2 separate regions of the Lactuca sativa genome follow, and region 1 is linked to region 2. The links are chromatin contacts, called in public Hi-C maps. All regions are on one chromosome and are shown on one strand. Each heading gives the region's core, a stretch centred on a gene start, on an enhancer-like site or on the middle of the called end of the contact. The rest is flanking DNA. Distances are from core to core; before and after follow the strand shown.

What was found. Hi-C and Micro-C count contacts between places; a contact is called where the count stands out from the background.
Region 1: a Hi-C map of leaf shows a contact between it and region 2, with 6 times the contacts expected there. The contact joins the promoter of LOC111896756 here to the promoter of LOC111896758 in region 2. A contact is called at or near these places in 2 of 4 Hi-C or Micro-C datasets (both in leaf).

Annotation. Positions count from the first base shown.
Region 1 is chr8:114,193,233-114,196,101 of Lsat_Salinas_v11, forward strand. LOC111896756 (probable protein phosphatase 2C 23) reads left to right here and starts at 1,281. Exons shown (of 4, transcript XM_023892742.3): 1 at 1,281-2,869. The coding sequence starts at 1,499.
Region 2 is chr8:113,941,808-113,944,806 of Lsat_Salinas_v11, forward strand. It overlaps LOC111896758 (fasciclin-like arabinogalactan protein 4), which reads left to right and starts at 1,613. Exons shown (of 1, transcript XM_023892745.3): 1 at 1,613-2,999. The coding sequence starts at 1,755. The coding sequence ends at 2,984.

The DNA of each region.
Region 1 (2,869 bases), core at 31-2,530, 250 kb after region 2:
TTCACATAAACATATTCAATTATCGGAGACGTAGCCCTGCTCTCCCATATTGGTTTGGATGTGTCATGAAGTGTAATATCTTTTGTTTGAGAATGATCTTCCGACATTGGTTTGTGTTGCCTCTAAAACATAATTTTAAGTCGTCGATAAGAAAAAAAGATATAAAGATATAACAAATACCAAACGTATGCTTTATAATTAACTTATTAACCAATAATCATTTGAATTGGTTATTGTTTCATAATCTAGACACCATAACCCACATAAGGCATTATAGTTTCAGATAAGTTACAACAAATAACATGCTTTGATGTATGAACCAAGAAACAACAATCAACACACTACAATTTGTAGATTATTCAAGATTGTAAATACAGTAGCTTCAAACATCAAGATCACACAAAATTGACACAATGGAAAGAATTCAAGATTGTAATCAAGTATAAGTTTCAACACATTATTGATATTAATTACAATTTTTTAAATCGTGAATTAATTACAGTTTTTTAAACCGTGAATAAATTACAACTTTATGTGTAGAAAACAGTAAAAGTGTATATTTTGATACAAAAGGCACTGAATAATACAAAAACAATTTGAATTATTCAGATTTCAAAATCTTTATACCATGATATCATGTTAATTAATTCACAGTTTGAAACATCAAGATAGTAGCGTTTCTACACATTAACGTGACCAAATCAAAAACACCAATAACAAAATTAAAGAAAGAGAAAATAGGAATATGATAGCTTATTGTTTACCTGATGCGTGAACGTGATGCGATAATAAGGAAGCAACAACCGATCAAAAGTACTTACAGACAATAGCGATCGGAATTAAAACATGGAATTGAAACCAGGTTGCGATCGTATGTAAGCGATTATATGTAGTATATGATTTTACAAGTAAGGGCATTATTGTCTAATACATGTCTATTTTCAATTATAATGAATTAAGATAATTAAAAAGAATTATAAATCAACAAAAATCATTAAAAAAATATATATATTTAAGTATATATATGATATTAAAAAAATATTATGAAATACTAATACAATGTTTGAAATTTAGCCGGACAAATTTATAAACGAAATTCTCCTTAGATTATATATTTAATCGACCACGTTAGATTCCAATTTCTTAAGTATTTAATTAAAAAGTAAATAAGTTTTATTACCCTGATTTTTTAATTCAGTTTGTAGTCATTATTCTAAGTTCAAACAAAAATCAAATTGTTTGAATTTTGTCTTTAAGGCTTTAAAAACCTCCGCCCTGAAGTCAACCTCTCTCTCTCTCTCTCTCTCTCTCTCTCTCTCTCTCAACATCCTTTTAACACAAAATTCTTCTCTTCCAACTAAACCCATATCTGATTACCCCCAGGGAGATCACACATTTACATATATACATACTCACATCCAATTTTTCTCATCAGTTTTAGTTCATCTTCCTGTTTAAGCAGAGCACCTTAGCTTTATCCTTTGCCGGAAAACCAGTCATGGGAAACGGGGTCGGCAAGCTGACCATCTGTTTCACCGGAACCGACATCGTCCAACGGCGGAAAGACTTGGCCTTTGTTATCTCTGACCCACTAGACGATCTTGGTCACTCTTTTTGCTATGTAAGACCTGATCAATCTTGCATCTCCTCCTCCAAGGTCCATTCCGCTGAAGAAACGACAACGTTCCGGTCAATCTCCGGCGCCTCTGTCTCCGCCAACACATCCACGCCCCTATCTACCTCTTTCCTCGATGTATACTCTTACAACACCAGTGATAAGGCTTCCGCCTTCGAAAGCTCCACATCCTTCGCATCAATTCCTCTCCAACCTTTGCCTAGAAATTCAATCAATTCGGGTCCTTTGCCGTTTGGTTCGGGTGCGTATTCGGGTCCTATGGACCGAGGGTTTGTTTCTGGCCCGATTGAGCGGGGATTTCAATCGGGTCCCCTTTTTTCTGGTCCTCTCGAGAAGGGTAATCTCGATCAGTTCCAACGAAGCTATTCCCATGGGGGTTTTGGTTTCAAACGCAGATCGAGAAAAGGGAATTTGATTCGGGCAATCCAGAAGGCGATTTCAATGACTTTTACAACCCGTGGGCAAAACTCGACTGTCGCTCCGATCACTAAAAACCTGGGTCATTTGAAGGATCATGATTGGAATGTTGGGTCTGCAGAGAAAAATAACGAATTGACTATCAGCAGTATTAATTTAAGCAGCGAAGGTAGTATTTTGGACGACGATGATTGTTTGAATCAGAGCCAGAATCTCCAGTGGGCGCAAGGCAAAGCAGGAGAAGATCGAGTGCACGTCGTTGTATCGGAGGAACATGGGTGGGTTTTTGTTGGGATTTATGATGGATTTAATGGACCTGATGCCCCTGATTTTCTGTTATCGAATATGTATGCAGCTGTTCATAAAGAACTCAAAGGATTGTTATGGGATGATCAAACAGATGCATCGAATTCAACTTCTTCGGGGCAATCCTTAGATGCAGTCGACTCTCATATTAATTCTCAACCTCAAAAAAATTCTTCATCAAGATATGTTCATCAGCAGGAGAGTTACCCATGTGCAACTGAAGATCTCGAGACAAATTCACGAAAAAAGAGGAGCAAGATTAGAAATCGCGGGGCGGCTAAGAAATGGGAGGAGAATCAGAGGCGGTGGAAGTGTGAATTTGACCGGGAGCGATTAGAACTTGATCGAAGATTACGAGAACACATGAATTCAAACGGTTCAAATTCCATTAACCATTCAGACGTTTTGAAAGCTTTATCTCAAGGCCTAAAGAAAACAGAGGAGGCGTATTTAGATATTGCAGACCAAATGCTTGATGAAAATCCTGAACTAGCTTTAATGGGCTCCTGT
Region 2 (2,999 bases), core at 363-2,862:
CAACTTTACTGCACCTAACTAATAATATACTTGCATCATTTTTTTCATACCACAAATTGTAACCATTAGAAACAACATAATTGGTAATCATTTGCTTAAGTTCATAAGGATCACAAAATTTCATACCTAAGACAGGTTTCATTGTGTCCTATTGTTGGTTAGGATCATGAACAGGAAAGTAAACTTCATCTGTGCTGCCACTATCTTCATCATTAACCCCTCCTTTTGGAATGTGGGCCAAAAACGGATCTGTAGATTTCTTTAATGGAATAACTTCATCATCAAGTTCATGGTCCACTGATATATCATCTGACATGACTGAGTCTACATCATCCTCATATTCATCACTTTCTGTGTCCCTTTCTTCAGCTTTTTCTTCGTTAATCCACTCCATGACTGACTCTTGATATTCATCAATGTACACATTGATTTCACAATCATTGGCATACCCAGCATCAAGAAACCTTACATAGTCATTATCATCTCTTAGTTCTCTTAATCCATCTACCACAGACCGATTTTGAAGACAATAATATACATCAGTGCACCTTTCCTTGGTTAATTTTCGAAGCTGTAAGATGAACTCCTTAAACCCCATGTTTTTTAAATCAACTCCCGTAACAGATTTTTTCAAAGGATTAAAGTACACTAATGGCTTAGGGACAAAGTTCCCACCATGGTAAACATCGACAGTAAGCATACCTTGCACCTTGAGTGAAAAATCAGCGTGAAAAGCGAACCATAATTTCACCGTCTGTGAAAAAACCTCCAACGTGTTCTATGTGATTTTGATTTTTGCGAATGGGTTATTCCACTTAATAGAGGGAGAAGCCACATAATTGTTTATTTTTTTCTTCCCGGTAACATTACCTCCTCACCGGCAGAACCGGTTACCACGATAGAATCAAAGAGCAAAATGTGATTTTAGATGGTATTTTTTGAACAAATTCTTTAATTAGATGGTATTTTTTGAACATGATATACTTAAATGGTATTTTTTATACAAAATTGAAACATAATTATCTTTTTAAGTCATTTTCCCAATTAAAAAACACCAAACCAATATACCAACCTGAGATACCGAGTTTCTAATCCTGTATTTTTTTAATTGAATAATGAGAAAAACATGAGTGTTTTCATGGTAATACTAAAACATAATTATCTACTTTTCTTTCTACACAAAGTCTACGGAATTCATTGTTGGTATTAAATGCTCCACCTAGAATATTTTTGGCTATTTGCATTATACCGCCCAATGTTTTGTGAATGTTTGTATTTTTCACATCAACTTTCGTTACTTTTATCTATACTACTCATATTCATGTTATCATTTAAGATGGTCTACTTTCCCATTAGATGTCTATTTCTAAGAGGAATTAAATGTATGTTGTATATGAGTATACTTTTTCTTTATAAAGTCCTGTAATCAGATAGAAATAAAATGACTATACGTTTCCATAGTTTCCAAATTTTTTATTAATCCAAAATTGACCTCTTAAGCAATATGCTTGGGTTTGTAAGCTAATCAAGCAGCGTAGAAAATAAAACAAAAAAAGGACTAAAATGTAGTGGCTGTGAAGTATAGGGACTAATATTGTCGACAAGCATAAATGTATGGACTTGATTTTTGATTTATCCTAATTACGGATGTATATGCTTTCAACAAATCATCATCATCATCATTCATTCACATACACCATCAACACCCGATCATCCCCCATCACTCTCACTAGTTCAGCTTCCACTCGATAGAAATGGCTGTTTCTCAACTTATTTCCCATTTCACCCCTATTGTTTTGCTATATTTACTCTTACACTCCACCTTCATCTCCGCCGTTAACATTACCCATCTCTTATCCCCTTACCCAGATCTCTCCGACTTCTCCGACCTTCTATCCTCCACTACCGTCGCCGCCGATCTAACCCAACGTACATCCCTCACTCTCCTCGCCGTCCCCAATTCCTTCCTCCGATCTTCCGACCTCATCCGTCGTTCCCCCTCCTCCACCAACATCGCGGACGTCATCCGCTACCATGTCCTCCTACAATACCTCTCTGTCCACGACCTCAGCCGCTTTCCTCCCTCCGGAAAACTCATCACTACTCTCTTCCAAACCACGGGCCGTGCCAGCAACAACTTCGGCTCGGTTAATATTACCTACGATGATAAAACCGATACAACCACCGTCCGATCCCCAGCCGCATACTCACAAGCACCAAACAACGCCACCGTAATCTCCCTAATTAAGAACCTACCGTACAACGTTAGCATCTTCTCCGTCAATTCACTAATCGTACCTTACGGTTTCGATCTACTCGCATCGGAGAGTCGACCGCCATTAGGGCTTAATATCAGTAAAGCGTTAATTGATGGCCACAACTTCAATGTGGCGGCGTCAATGCTCGCTGCATCTGGTGTCGTTCAGGAATTCGAATCTGATGAAGGCGGTGCGGGAATTACACTGTTCGTCCCGACCGACGACGCATTCTCCGATCTACCAGCGTCGGCGAACTTTCAATCGTTACCGGCGGATAAAAAGGCCGACGTCTTAAGGTTTCACGTGCTACATTCCTACTATCCGCTCGGGTCGCTTCAATCGATAGTGAATCCTGTTCAACCAACCCTAGCCACCGAGGACAAAGGCGCCGGGAGCTTCACATTGAACATTTCTCGGGTTAACGGGTCGGTTGCAATTAATACGGGCATCATTCAAGCCTCCGTAACACAAACCGTATTTGATCAGAATCCTGTTGCAATTTTTGGAATTTCTAGGGTTTTGTTACCAAAGGAGATTTTCGGGAAAAATTCCGTGCTGGAAAAATCCCCTCCCATTAGCGGCGCTCCGGCACCAGTTATGCCAATAAATTTATCACCGGAATTGTTCGGGCCATCATCGCCACCGGGGGAAATGCACTCTTCGGCGACGGTACGGACTGTCAATTTCGCTGTTTTATGTATAGGATTGTTGTATGTATTTGTATGAATTTTCTTCCATTTT